Regions from separate parts of the Mus musculus genome. Here region 1 is linked to region 2. Evidence: chromatin contacts called from public HiChIP or PLAC-seq data. All regions are on one chromosome and are shown on one strand. The core of a region is the stretch at or near the end of the contact, and the rest is flanking DNA. Distances in the headings are between cores, read along the strand shown.

Evidence for each region. HiChIP or PLAC-seq counts read pairs in DNA pulled down with a chosen protein or histone mark.
Region 1: a contact with region 2 is called in a FOXA1 HiChIP or PLAC-seq map of pancreatic cancer cells. The contact joins the promoter of Llgl2 here to the promoter of Slc9a3r1 in region 2. A contact is called at or near these places in 2 of 484 Hi-C or Micro-C datasets (the G1E-ER4 cell line and embryonic stem cells) and 3 of 115 datasets of contacts at active chromatin or transcription factors (embryonic stem cells, pancreatic cancer cells and pro-B cells).

The regions. Positions count from the first base shown.
Region 1 is chr11:115,821,958-115,829,414 of GRCm38.p6, forward strand. It overlaps Llgl2 (LLGL2 scribble cell polarity complex component), which reads left to right and starts at 2,101. Exons shown (of 26, transcript NM_145438.2): 1 at 2,101-2,220. Tsen54 (tRNA splicing endonuclease subunit 54) reads left to right here. Exons shown (of 11, transcript NM_029557.1): 10 at 42-158; 11 at 626-1,145. The coding sequence ends at 776.
Region 2 is chr11:115,160,420-115,167,322 of GRCm38.p6, forward strand. Slc9a3r1 (solute carrier family 9 (sodium/hydrogen exchanger), member 3 regulator 1) reads left to right here and starts at 2,922. Exons shown (of 6, transcript NM_012030.2): 1 at 2,922-3,532. The coding sequence starts at 3,107. Rab37 (RAB37, member RAS oncogene family) reads left to right here. Exons shown (of 9, transcript NM_021411.4): 8 at 19-95; 9 at 216-1,821. The coding sequence ends at 321.

The DNA of each region.
Region 1 (7,457 bases), core at 851-3,350, 660 kb after region 2:
GAGGAGAGTCCTTATCTTAAAGTTTCTTACCTGGCTTGCAGGCTGCTGGAGAAGTCTGGAGGCTTGCAGATCAGCTTCGATGTTTACCAGGCTGACGCTGTGGCGACGTTCCGAAAAAACAGCCCTGGCAAACCCTATGTGCGAATGTGCATTAGTGGGTATGAGATGATTGAGCAGTGCCTCTGGCTGCTGCCAGCCCATCCCTTGAACCCTGCCACCAGTTTGCCAGACCCTGAAATGAGTCTGAGGTGCAGAAGGGTTAAGTGCCCCTATCTAAGGCCTTACGGCTGGTTGGTGCCATGGGAACCCAAGATCCCCCATCCTTGGCTCCATGCTACTGGCTTTTTGGGGAAGTCTTTTTCCTCTTTCACCTAAGTCCTGGGCTTGCTCAGCAGAAAGGAATTGATTTGGAAGGATTTACTGGCTAAGAGTAGTTAAGAACCCACACCTCCTATCCCTCTACTCTGGGCTCTCCTGAAGCACTCATCCAAGCCATGGAGTTTGCAGAAGGCAGAGCCCAGAGGCCAGTATTGTTGTATCCCTAACTTTTGCCTTACAGCCTTGCTGCCCTGGAAGGCCATGGGTGGGCTATGACTAGGCCTCAGCCTGATCTTTATTCCCATAGGTTTGATGACCCTGTCCCAGACCTCTGCAGCCTCAAGTGCTTGACCTACCAGAGTGGGGATGTTCCCCTGATCTTTGCTCTAGTGGACCACGGTGACATCTCCTTCTACAGCTTCAGAGACTTCACACTGCCCAGGGATCTGGGCCACTGAATACAGCTCTGGGGATGGCTTGCTCTGGGGGGGCCTGGACTGCTCTCAGGGGCCGTGCCAGCTGTCTCTCATATAGGACTCACCTGGATGGAACCGTCCAGGCCATTGGGGTCTGTGATCCTAGGTGTCTTCTGTTTGTAGGGACGTGCACACCCTCTTGCCTGGCCACTGTGCTTTCAAGCCCACTGCCTGGAAGTGCTGCCTGACAGTGACGCCCCCACCCCCACCCCCCTTGGAACTCAGGACTTGTTTTCAGAGGCCCAGGACTTGGGTTAGGAGAAAGGACTGTGCCTTTATTCAAGGGGGTGCTTGCTTCGTGCCATAAAGCCAAAGCCATTAAAAAAATATATATTTTCTGCTGTGGTTCAATACTTACAGGGGCCCCTCCCTTCATTCCCGATTTGTCCATTTTGGGGGAGGAGAACCCTGGTGGGCCACAGAGCACATGGGAGAGCATGCCCAGGGCTGTGATCATGGAGTTGATGGACTTCTGAAGAGTACCAATGAGACAAGATTCCAATCTTGGTCCTGCCCTGAGGACCAACAGCTGGGTGGTGGTAGGAGGGTGGCTGAGAGTCCTGAATGGGTTGGATTGTACCCAAGCCACTCTGAGGGTCCACCCACGGTTAGGTTAGTTCCCAGTTTGTTACTCTGAGCCCCTCACCCCTAGTTTGTGCTAAAAACTATAGCTATTGGCTATAGGGGCTGACAACCCCCTTGAACCTCAGGCTCCAGCGGCCCCTCTGAAGACAGAAGTCAGGGAGCTTTAAGAAGTAACCGGTTGGGGGTTCGCCATTACGTTTTCGTTCCCATACCACTTTACTAGTGGGTCTGAAACCTGAATCTGCCGGTGATTATATTTGAATGGAAAGATCTCTTGAGAATCCCGCCTAGCTGTGGCCCTTACTAGACAGCCGGGGGAGGGAAGTGAAGCCTTGCCCCCACGCTCTCTCGCTTGGCTCTTGTGCTTTCAAGTCCGCTGCCTGCATGGAGTCGCGTCCATCCTGGAAAGCACCCAGGGACTCTTTCCTCTTCCCAGAGGCGGTGGGACACCTAGAGCTGTGAGCAGTCCTGTGACCAGGTGCGCACAGGTGAAGGCGGGGTCGGGCATGCTGCGCTAGGTGCGGCTTCTCCCTACTGCCCCGCCCCACACTACTGGGGCCACGATTGGTTGGAGAGCGGCCCCGCTCTGGAGACTCCCAGGATGCGCTCCTGCCCCGTCGGCTCGGCCTAGGAGGCGGGGCCGGGGCGGGGCGAGGGCTCGGCAGGCTCGCCCTGTATGTAAATCGCGAAGGCTCCGCCTCCCTCCGCTCGCCGCGCCGGAGGTGAGCAGGAAGCAGACGGCCGCCCTGCAGCCCGTGGGCCGGAGCAGGGAACCCGAGTGGTGGGTGACGGCCGCTGAGGGACGCCGAGGCCTCGGGCAGGGCCCGGCCCGCGATTGCAGGTGAGCCCACCTGGCTTTAAAGGACCTTTTGGGGTGCGAACCACTAGGGGCGGCGCGGCTCGGCTCGGGAGGATACGAGTCCCCTGGGTTTTCCAGGCGGGTCGGAGAGGGCAGCGCCCAGGTCTGCCCTGCTCGCCCAGATCTCCGACGTTTGGCTCGTCCCGGAGAAAGACACCTGTAGAAAGTGGCGCTGAGAACTTGTCTTTTCCTGTTCCGCCCCCCGGATTACCAAACTTGGGACTCGGGTTTGCACAATCGTGTTGGCTTTCGGGAGCAGGGAACAGGTGTCAGGCGTGGCTGGGTGCGGGGGACACAGTGAGCAGAGACACCGTTCCCAGACCCTTGTGCGAGGCGCCTCGACGCAGAGCGGGGCGACCCGGCTTCCTGTGACCCGGCGTCGCCAGCGGCGTCTGGAGCGCGTTACCTTGGCGGCTTAGTTCTTACCTCTGCCATCTGGGCGCTTTCCCTGCCCGCCCTTGTGCCTCCTAATCCTCCGACTCAGGAAGTCCGCGGGTGGGACTTGGTTTTCTCGTAGAAAGGGGAGCCTTTATATTTCCAGAGCGACTTTGGACACCTTTAGGCGATGGTATTGAGTCCCAGTCTGTTTTGTACACCGATGAGTGGGGGTTACACTGTGAAACTTGGCAAAGAGTGAAAAATTGCCAAAGAAAGTGTGCTATGCTTTTGCTCGGTTTGGGGGGGGGGGTTGGTGGACACACTGGGCCTTAGCTGTGGGAAGTGGCCATAACTGGGGTAACCGCGCTGTAGCTCTTAGAGGGTTTTCACCTGAAACAGGTGAACTTCCGGTAAGGAGGGTGGGGCTTAGATACCGCGTCCTTTCCCACAGGGACCCTTATGTCGACGCAACCTCTAGAGATCCAGTGTTAAAGTCCATTCTGAGCTAGATGTGTCAGGGTAACAAGGAAATGTTTGTGGAAAGAACCGAGTTGTGCTGTGGCCTGCCTAAAAGAAGGCAAGTTAGAGCGGCTTTGGGAGATCTCCTGGGTCTGTGTATATCAGTGCAAAGACCGGCAGGAGGACAGTGGAGGAAAAGATGTCTCAACAAATGAGTCAGGTAATTTTCTTTTCTCTTTAAATATTTATTTGTTTGTTTGTTTATTGGTTGGTTGATTCATTCAGACAGGGTGTTTCTGTGTAGCCCTGGCTGTCCTAGACCTCACTCTGTAGACTAGGCTGGCCTTGAACTCAGAGATCCACCTGCCTCTGCCTCTCAAGTGCTGGAATCAAAGGTGTGCTAAACTGCTGCTCCCTCCCCCACTTCCCCCAAACCCCCTGTGCTGCCGCTGACACCTGGCTCAGGTAGTTTTCTTGAGCCATTTCACACAGAATATTTGACAGGACTCAAACCAAGCTCTTTCTGTTCTCTGATGGGCTTGGACCAGTTCCCTGGAGAGCATTTCCAGGTCCTTAGGATATTTTGCATCTCTACTCTTCCTTGAGGCAATGGCGGCACCTCTCCAGTGACAGACTGGTATAATTTTAATCATATTAAAAGATTTAGCCTCAGCCGGACAGTGGTGGCACACGCCTTTAATCTCAACACTCAGGAGGCAGAGGCTGGCAGATCTCTGAGCTCGAGGCCAGCCTGGTCTACAGAATGAGTTCCAGGATATCCAATGCTATACAGAGAAACCCTGTGTTGGAAAAAAAAAAAGAACAAAATTTAGTCTCTCTTATTACATTTAAATTTTATTTTTTGTGTGTGCGTAGGTATGTGTGTGGAATGTACATGTTATGGTGTGTGTGTTTGTGTAGACCAAAGGACAAGTTGGAGGCGTGCTGTCCGTCCACCATGCTGGCCTTGAGGCTGGAACTCAGGTCATCAGGCTTGTCTCCAGGTGCCCTTACCTGCTGAGCCATCTTGCCAGCCATAAAATAACCTTCAACAAACAACAGTATCAGAGAAAAATAAATAAAGGGAAGGCTCAAATGAGCCTGTCCATTACAATGGGAGCTTGCTGTGTGGCTCACACCTGTAATCCCAGCACTCCTAGGACTGAGGTGGGAAGATGTCTACAAACTGGGGGGCCAAACAGGCCTACAGGACAAGCCTCATGATCTTATTTTATGTTAGATTCCTGTGTATGTGTGCACATGTGTACTGGTGCCTCCCGAGACCACAAAGGCATCAGAGCCACAGGCGCTTTATGTGGTGTGGGTGCTGGGAATGGACCTTACGTCTTCTGGAAAAGTTGCAAATGGTCTTCACTGTTGAGCCGTCTCCCCAGCCCCAAGACCCTTTAAAAAAAAAAAAAAAACCCGAGGGAATGGAAATCCATTGTTATAGAAACACGCACATTCAGAAAGCGAGAAGCAAGGCAGAAGGGGATTCCTTTGCCTGTCGTCTTTTCTTCACACAGTACCTCACTCATCCCAGGCATCAGATGACTATGAATCCTACCTTCCAGTTCTTGCTATAGCCTGAGGCCCCTCACTTAGCCACTCTGGGCCTGGGTTTCCCAGAGTTGCTGAGAATGTGAAGTCGTGAGCTCAGATGACCTAGTGCACAGCAGGCATCCACAAGGCAGAATTTGTTAATTTTCCTTGAAGCATGGAAAAACCCAGTTAGCCCCATTGAAGCCTTTTAGGTAGACACCTGGCCGGCTGAGGGGACTTGCAAAATCAGTGCTGTCTTGATTTTGTGACCTTTTGAAGTCAGTGGAGCTGAAGATCAGAATTTTATCCTGAAGCCATGCCTGGGGTGTGGGAGGACAGAAGGGGTGCTGCCTCTTCTAGACTTGACACCTCTTCCCTGACACTTGAAAGTTCACTTATTCCTCGGGAAAGCCGGGGTGAAGGATTGAGACTCACTCTCACTCTCTCCCTCTCCCTCTCCCTCCCTCTCTCCCTCTTCCCCTCTCCCTGTGTGTGTGTGTGTGTGTGTCTGTCTGTCTGTCTGTCTGTGTCTTCTGTTTCTGTTCTCCACCCAGGCTTACTCCATTCACTCTACACTCCGTCTAGGGGTAGGGCAGGGGAGTGAGACATTGCTCTACAGCTCTGCCCTTCCTCAAATAAGCGCAATCACACTTATTAAACATCTCTCTCTCCCTTTCTCCCCACTCCTGCCTTCCCTGGGAGAAAAAGGAGTATAGGGGAAATTTGGAGTCTTTGCCTTCGGCTGGTAGCCACTTGGTATCCTGGAGAAGAACCTGACTAGGTCTGACAGACAGACCCTCCGACCTTGTGGGGAGCCCTAGCTTCCTAGTTTTCTAAGGCAACCAGGAGCAGCTGCTGAGACTCCTGAGCTGGGTACCACGGGAGGCTGGAGAAGCTGACTCTGCCTCTGCAAGGTGGCTCCTCTGAGCAGCACTGGCAGCTCGCCCCGCTCTGGTTCTGGGAGGCCCTCTTATCTCCCTCAGTGATACTGCTCTCTCCCTCCTCCTGAGCCCGGGCATGCCAGGTCTGCTTGGCAACTTTTGTTTTCCTCTGCCCAGGTAGAGTTTAGGCAGGGGATAGGAGAGGAGATGGGTGTTGCCCATCAGCCACTGTACTACCTGCCCTCGCCAGTCTCTGATCCGTAGCTGTGCCCAGTTTCTTTGAGATGGCTTTCTCCGTCTGCCCTGACTCAGAGAAAACTGGTCCCTTGAAGAGTCACTTGCCCTTCCCAGGAACCACGAAGAATTCTTGAGCTAGGAGAGGCTCCTTTGGGCGTGGGGACAGGGAAGCCAAGAGGTACCTGACTCTACCCTTTAGGAATTCATCAAGAGACTAGAGCCCTCTCTTGAGGGACTTGGCTTGGTATGCTCAGGGTAAATAGTATTAATATTTAATAATATTATCCTGGGATCTTGTCAAGGAGTTGAGTATCCCGAAGCCATAGTCTGTGACAGGGCCTGCAAAGTTACCTCAGAGGATGCTGTATATGACATCTGAGTGGCCTTTGCCTGTGTCTTGAGAGCAGAATAGGACCATGTAGATTCCACCTCAGCATCTTTAAGGTCAGTGACTAGAGAAGACCATGCCTAGCTAATCCCTGGACTGTCCCTCTGCTTGCTTAGTCATTGATTTAAAGGAAGGTTCTCATTGTGTCTTGGCCCTGGGCACTGGAGGTAGCCTTAAAGCAAGGTCTCTGTCGTGGCATTTTCTTCCTTTCAAATGGGCAGGACAGGAAATAAATATGGCTAATAATCATGCATTTGCAAATGACACCAGCTATAGGGTTGGGAGAACCAAAGAAGAGGGCAGGATGTGCCACAATGGATAGAACTGGATGCCGCTGTACAAGGTTAAGACTTGCCAAGAGGACGGCTTTCGAGCTAAAGACGTGAGAAGGCAAGACAATTCTGAGAGTAAAGTTGGAGTACCCCAAAGTGTGGCCCCGGGGATACAACTGGATGAGACTGGCATGATCCCCTCTTCCTGGTCACTAACTGCTGGGGACAACAGTTCGTGTTTAAGGACTGGTAGGAGACCCTAGGATGAGGTTGGCCTAGGACCAGGTAACTCAGTCAAGCTGCCTAGCTGTCTCTGGCACACTTTACTGCATTTCTGGGGAGCCTGGTTTTAGATGGCAGAAGAGGGTTAAGTGAACATCTGGGAGATTTTGTGTTTAGGCTTCCCACGCTTTCGGGGGGCCCCTTCCCGGGCACTGCTCGAACATTCTGAGTAGCTGAAAGTGAGCAGATGAGTCTAGCATCAGAGGACTGGGACTTGGGCTCCCACCGTTTGGGGCTTGCAGACCTTTCAGGGGCCTCTGCAAAGTAGCCATGGGCATCAGAGTTGACACAGACAATAGCAGCTGCTATGGTGTCTTAGGGCCCTGCCCTGCCGCTCGCTCTAGCCGTGGGTGGTGCAGGGGTGGTCTCACATCCGCCACTCAGGAGACTAAAGCCACACCAGCACTGGCCTCACACAGGATGTTGGGCTGGGGCAGGGTGGGGGTGGGAGGGTGTCCGATAGATCAGTGACATGTTGTGGGAAGCCCAAGCACAGGGGACAGGTGAGGCGAGCTTGAATCCCACAGTTGTGCTCCTAGAGAGCAGGACTGTTGCTGGGCATGGCTCCAGCACCTCCTGTCCCTTAGGCTAACCCAGCAGTACCCAGTAGTGTCAGGACCTCCCAGCAGATCAGTTAACTGCCTGAGCTATTTAAGACCTTTCTTCTAGAGGACTGTCCTGCCCACAGCTCCTGGGCAGATGGGCCCGGCTTGGCTACACCTTGTTTGCATGGGGACAGATTAGCTCAGGAACCCCATCAGAGCTGTTTAACCTGGAGAT
Region 2 (6,903 bases), core at 1,672-4,171:
TACTCTCTTCCTGGGCAGGAATATGGTGTTCCTTTCATGGAGACCAGTGCCAAGACTGGCATGAACGTGGAGTTGGCCTTTCTGGCAATTGCCAAGTAAGAGCTGAGCAGGAAAGGGGAGCCTGAGGTGGGACGGAGGACGATCTGGAAAGCCAGTGGTGGGGGAGGGGAATGTCAGGCTCTACACTCCCAGTCCCATCATTCTTCCTATTCCAGGGAACTGAAATACCGTGCAGGGAGGCAGCCTGATGAGCCCAGCTTCCAGATCCGAGACTATGTGGAGTCCCAGAAGAAGCGCTCCAGCTGCTGCTCCTTTGTGTGACCCCCTAGGGGCTAAGAGGAGGCCCAGAGACCCTTGGGGATGCAGTACTCCAACTGCCACACCAACTAGGAGAAGCTGGGGGCTCAGTGGGCAGCCCCTGCCAAGGGAGTAGCCATTACCCTAGGTTCTTTAGCTTCCCTGCATCATGGGAAGGATTAAATACTCATACTTTATCTTAATATACATAAACTAATAACACAAAAGGTACCCGTATGCCCCCCAAAACCAAAATAGGTCGGGACTCGGTGGTCCTTTGCTTTCTGGGACTAAGTTCTAAAAGGCTGGGCCTCTCTCCTAGCAAGAGTGTTACTGCACCAGCATAGCACCAGGGGGCGCCAAAGCACTGCTAGGGTGTGGGAGCTGGTTGTGACCCCATCACCAATCCTCACTAAGGGGGTGAAGGAGACCCCAGACTTCTCCTCTCCCAGCTCCCAGAAAGATAATAAGGGCCCTCATGCAGGGAGCTAGCCCAAAGCCTTGGGCAAGATAAACATGGAGATTGTCCTAAGAGGAATAGCAATTACTAGGTACTGAGTCTGCTTGGCTACCTCTGGCTTTCCCAACCCTCCTTCTGGAAGCGTGCACGGGCTTTTTCTTCAGCACACACGAGCAGTGGGGCACCTGAAAACACTCCTTCCTGATCTCTGGACCTCACATCCCAGGGGATGCCCCGCTCTCCCATGGAACCTCTCTTGTCAACTTTCCACCTGGGTTCCTAGACAACCAGAGGTCAGAGTCTGGAAAAAACTTCCCCTCCCTCCCAATCCCGAGACAAGGTGTACAGCACCACGGATATTTAAGGCAGAGGTCAGAGCCAGATAAAGAACTTGTTGGCTCCTGGAATGGGTGGGAGGCAGAACTGAACAAAGCCATAGGCCAGTTTTTCCCACTAAGCCCCAGCTTGCTCGCTCTCTCTCTCTCTCCCTCTCTCTCTTTAACTTCAGACCAATACTAGGGCAAAATGGTTTTATCTTTTCCTCTTCCGCTAAATCGGGTTGAGAGGGTGGGAAGTTGTCGATTTGGGGGCGGGCTGATGCTATGTGCACAAAACAAGGAAGTATGAGCAAGTCTGGGGTACGGAGAGGGGCAACAAGCCCTGTAGGCCCAAGGCCATGTGTCTCCCAAAGCTCTGATCTGACCCTTAGAAGGAAGGACACTCGGAGGTGTGCAGATCCATGACCAAAGGAAGCTTTACTACATCTATATAGGTTGGGCAGCGAGTGAGGCTCCAAGAAAGTATGCATTACACATATCTGAGGTTACTATATTTGCTTTCAAGGCAGAAATCTTGCTCCCAGAGCAAAGTCAGCACTCTAAACTTGGGTTGATAAGGAAACTCTCTGTGACCTCTCATAGGAAGATCAGGGAGGAGCCTGGGCTCCGGGTTCTCTTCTGGGGCTCTGAGCTGATTGCTGGAGCTCTAGTCACATACATAGCTCTGGGCCTCTGGCATTTCTGTTTTTCCAGAATTAAATTGCAGTATTTTGGAAAATATACTCTGACCGGTTTTTCCCCCTCTGTTTATTCCCAGAAGGAGGATCGTGTTAGAGAGTTTGTTACGTGGCACGTTGTGGGAAACTGTTACCCAATGTCCGAATCATTCCATCTTCACCCATTGGCGTCCTCATAGGTTCAACTTACCCTTAACTGACTACCCTCCCCCACCCCCAGCCTCTGTGGCCACATCTGCGCTGGCAAGAGGGAGCTGGAATGCTTATCTCACAATCCAAGTCATTTTTCTGTTGAACAAAGCCAGTCTTCCATTCCCTCTGAAGTGAATCCTGAGATTGACTACCTAGCTGTCTCACCCGCCCTCTCTCCGTGGCTAAAGGCTACTGCCAAAACTAAGCCCTTTATTTATTATTCATTTATCTGTTCTCAGACAGCCTGTCTTCCAGGTGGGCTGCAAGGAGCCTCAGTCTCTACCAAGCCCTACAAGTTTCTAGAAGGGATCAGAGCCCAAACCTCTGTCTATATGCATGTCCAGGGATAGAGGGGCGGCTCCACAAGAAGAAACTTTGTTATTTAAACAACTCTACTCCGGAGTTATTCTGTTACAGTTACCCTGTTACAGTGTTACTGTGTTACAGAAGACATCCGTCCGGTTCTTAAGTTGGCTCTGGGGAGGGGGAGGAGTGAGTGTGGGGGAGCATGGGGTGGTTTCCCCAGCAACTGTCGCTCCCCTCTCTCGGGCCAAGCTATGCAACAGGCTTTGGCTCAAGGCGGTTAAAGCGTTGAGAATCCTTTACCCAGAGACTAGCTCTTCTAAATCCCCCTCCACAACGTGGAAACCAGAGCGGAGCCCGTGGGGCCTCTGGGCTCAGTACCTGGAACCCCGCCCCAGCCCCGGCCTCGGCCCCGCCCGATCAGCCCAACTCCGCACTTGGTAACAAACACTTCCACTTCCTGGGCTCTCTTTTCTTCTCCCGCTGCGGGGTGCCGCGCCGAGTGCAGGCCACGCCCCACTCTCCTGATTGGTTAGATTTGTTCACCCTGGCGCAAGAGCCCGGTTCGTGATTTCTGATTGGTCTACTGTGATCCACACCCACCGCGCGGCCCCGCCCTCGGGTTTAGGAGCTGGGGCGGGTTCTGGAACGCTCAGACGCCGCGCAGGGCGGGGATTGGCCGGCTCCCTTCCTGTGCGTTCGCAACCGCGGTTCCCGGGACACCTGTTCCCTGTGCCCCGTGCGGTGCTCAGCTCCCAACTCGAGCTCTGCGGCTCGGGGAGAAAGGTCGTGAGTCCCCGGCCTCCGACGGCACCCGCGCTGAGCCTTCGCAGAACAAGATGAGCGCGGACGCAGCGGCCGGGGAGCCTCTGCCCCGGCTCTGCTGCCTGGAGAAGGGTCCAAATGGCTACGGCTTCCACCTGCACGGGGAGAAGGGCAAGGTGGGCCAGTTTATCCGTCTGGTAGAACCTGGCTCGCCGGCCGAGAAGTCGGGGTTGTTGGCTGGAGACCGATTGGTGGAGGTGAACGGTGAGAATGTGGAGAAGGAGACGCATCAGCAGGTGGTGAGCCGCATCCGCGCAGCGCTGAACGCCGTGCGCCTGCTGGTGGTCGACCCGGAGACCGACGAGCGTCTCAAGAAGCTGGGCGTCTCGATCCGGGAAGAGCTGCTGCGCCCCCAGGAGAAGTCCGAACAAGCCGAGCCTCCAGCGGCCGCCGACACTCATGAGGCTGGGGACCAGAATGAGGCCGAAAAGAGCCACTTGGTAAGTGCGGGTTGGGCTTGGTGTAGGACTAGGATTCTAGAGAGACTCGGGCACCCCGGACTTCCAAGCACTTTCTGAAACTCGAGCAGCGAGGAGGAAACGGCTTCTGCCCTCTGTCCCGGAGCCTTCGCAGTTTCTAAGGCGAGCTTCGGAGTGCGACCAGCGACCCCACCGCCCTGTCCGGGCTGGCTGGGGAGCGGAGCTCCTTTGCCGCCTGCATCTCCTGACTGCTTGAACTTTGCGAAGACGGCGCAAAGAAACCCAGTCCCCTTCTCTGCTCCCATTCCTTGGATTCCGCCCCACAACCCGGACTCATTCCTGGGTTATCCTTGCCTACAGCTAAGCTAAGAGCTCTCCCCACCACCCCCCGCATCTCCCTCCCTCCCTCCCTCTTTCTACTCTCTTCTCTTCAGTCCCTGTGGATGGTAGCTCAAAGTGGCTTAAAGGCTGAATAACTAAGGGTCCCTGGGAGGACCCCTTCAGCCCTACCCACATCCTGGGTCCTCTAGTTTGTGCATCATTAACTCACACCGGTTGGACTTCATCCTTCTCAAGACTAAAGTGACTTCTAAGAAAGAGAGGAAGTCTCAACGTCTCGGAGCTAGGGGTGGGGGTGGGGTGCCGGGAGGAGGTGCAGAAGCGTCTTGGGGGTGGTGGCTCTGCCACCCCGGAGGATTTATGGTCCTCTGGAATGTGAGGAGTAAGCGCTCGCTAGCTGGTATCTGGGAGCCTGGTGGGAGGACCTTAGAAGAGGAGGAAAAGGAGAAAGATGGGTGGGGGAGGGAGCAGGAACAGGCCAGGCAGCGTCCTGCAGAGCCGACCCTCGCAGGTGGTCCCGCCCTGGTGTCTCCTCTTCTCTGTCCAGCGATTGTAAGCCGGCTGGTTGGGTTTTGCCAGTGGTTGGTATTTCCCCCAAACAACCCCAGTTTGGATCAGCTGCTGGAGGGGCAGTTGGCAAAACAGGAGTTGTGCTGAGAGCCTCCCTGTCCCTTAGAAAACAAGGAGGGAAGGAGGCCAGGTTCAGGGCTCAGACCCTGGGAGCAGGGTCCCTTCAGTACGCACTGGCTCTCTCTTCCTGATCGATACCGCCGCCACATGTAGATCAGCGGTATCCATGGAGCCAGGAAGATCCTCCCTCCACAGGGAAAGGGCACTGTTCAGCCCCGTAAGGTTGAAGGCGGAGCCTGAGAGTACCAACTGGTTTGGTGGAAGTGAGGTCACCAGAAGCCCGGTTCTGCCAGAGTTTGACTCTGGGAATGCCAGGGCCACCAAGTTCCCACTTCCTGCCAGTGCCAAATTGGCATCGGTAAGCAGTAGTAGAGCCCCTGGCAGCAAGTTGGAACAGGTGACCTCTGCTCTTAGGCACAAACCCAATTTGAACTTTGTGCCCTGTCCATTGATTCACCATTCATCCCCCACCCCCATCCCCACCCTTCCACCACCACCCCCTCCGCTCCCGCCCCCGCCTCCCATTCTTTCCTTTGGACTTTAGCACCAGCACAGATAGCCAGCAGCCTCCCCTCACTCCACATACACACCAAGTTGCACTCTCTGGTTGTACTGTTGGGTGCTGGAGGGCAGTGGCGAGGCTGCTGCGGAAGGCTCTGTATCAGAATGTTTTGTATCTAAAAAGTCTGTGGCTGCCTGCTGGCAGATCTGTCTTCCTGAGAGGACAAAGAATCAGCATCCCTAGGTGGTAGTGGGACACCTAAATTTGTGTAGATCCTCCCTCAGGCCAGGAGAGTCTAGAACCATCATGGGGCATGCCAATCATTTTCAGAATTTGATTTTCCCCATCTCTAAAACAGGAGCAGTGGCAGCGTGGCCTGTCTTCTCAGTAGTTACGGAAACAATAAGGAGCACTTGTGGCCCGTTAGTTCACTGTTGCCCATGAAAACCCCAGTCCCTTCAGCTTTGTTCCCCTAAGTGTCTCTCTCTACTATAGAGTCGCCATATGATATGAGGCCTTGCCTGCAACATTTTCCCACACCCCATCCAATATTGCAAAATGTGCCAACAAACACCAAGGAATCCCTTTCCTCTAAATATGAGGCACCCAGCTGAGATCTGACAGTTCAGCCTGTATTTGTTTGCGGAGTGGGAACTGCTCTGTTAATCTCAAAGGTGTGAGCAGGAGAAGGCTGTTGTAGAGACTGGCTGGTCATGGTGGGCCAGGAGGAAGCAAGGCTGGTGATGACAGGAGCCTGGAACACTGGTGGCCATCCCTGGGAGCCCGCTGAGGCCCAGGAGGTAGACAGAGGTTTCTTCTCTGAAACAGGGTTTGATTGTGGCCCTCTGGCTGCTCTGTAGACCAGGTTGTCCTCAACTCACAGAAGTTCTCTTGCCTTTGCATCCCAAATGCTGGGGTCACGGGCATGCTCTGTCATCTTGAGCCTCCACCTTGTTCCTAAAAACAGTATCCCTCACTAAGACCTGGGACTTTGAGCTTTGTAGGGGTAGTGGGTTTGTTTTGAGACCAGAGCTCACTATGCCACCTTGGGCTGGCTTGAAATTATGTAGATCAGGCTGGTCTTGAACTCACAGAAGAGCCTTCTGCCTCTACCTCCTGAGTGCTGGAAGTAAAGGTGCACCAGGCTGGAATTTACAAATCCGGCTAAGCTGGTTGGGCAGTAAGCCTTAGAGATTCTCCTGCCTCCACTTTCCCAGGGCTAGGATTATAAACCTAAAACTCCTCTGTGGGGTGTCTTTTTGTTTTTGTTTGTTTGTTTTATTGTTGTTTGTTTGGTTGGTTGTTTTTTTGTTTTTGGTGAAGGGGTTGGTCTGGGGATTGAACTCAGGTCCTCATGCTTGCAAGCAAGAGCTTTGTCATCTATGCTATCTCGCCAGCCCTTCACCTGCCTTCTTATTGTTTTTCCCTGCTCAGTGCCAGACATGGAACAAGGCCTAAATCCTTGAGCTTGTCCAAAGTGGGCCCTGGGCAGCCCTCCTGAGCCAGCTCAGCTGTCCTGGCTGGCCTTCCTGGAGCCCAGTTTCTTCATCTCCCTAAGCCTCTGTTTCCTATTGTGTAAGTTGGGGATGATGGTGGTGACCTCATGAGGTTATTAGGATTACATAAGGATGTGTGTGTAAGTCACTCAATACCTGGCACTAAGTAAGTGCTCAGTAAATGTTGATTGTTGGCATTTGAAGTAATAAATAGTTCACAGTGATGATTTCTCCCTACCTCGGCAGGTACAGCTGGCCAAGCCCAGCCCTCAGAAGCGCTCAAAGATCACTGTTGTTTAGTGTTTATGTGATGAGCTGGGTGTGGTGGCTCAGGCCTATAAACCCAGCACATGGGAGGTAAAGGCAGGAGGATTGCCAGTTCAAGCCAGAGACTGGGGACAGAGTGGGATTCTGCATCAAAATTT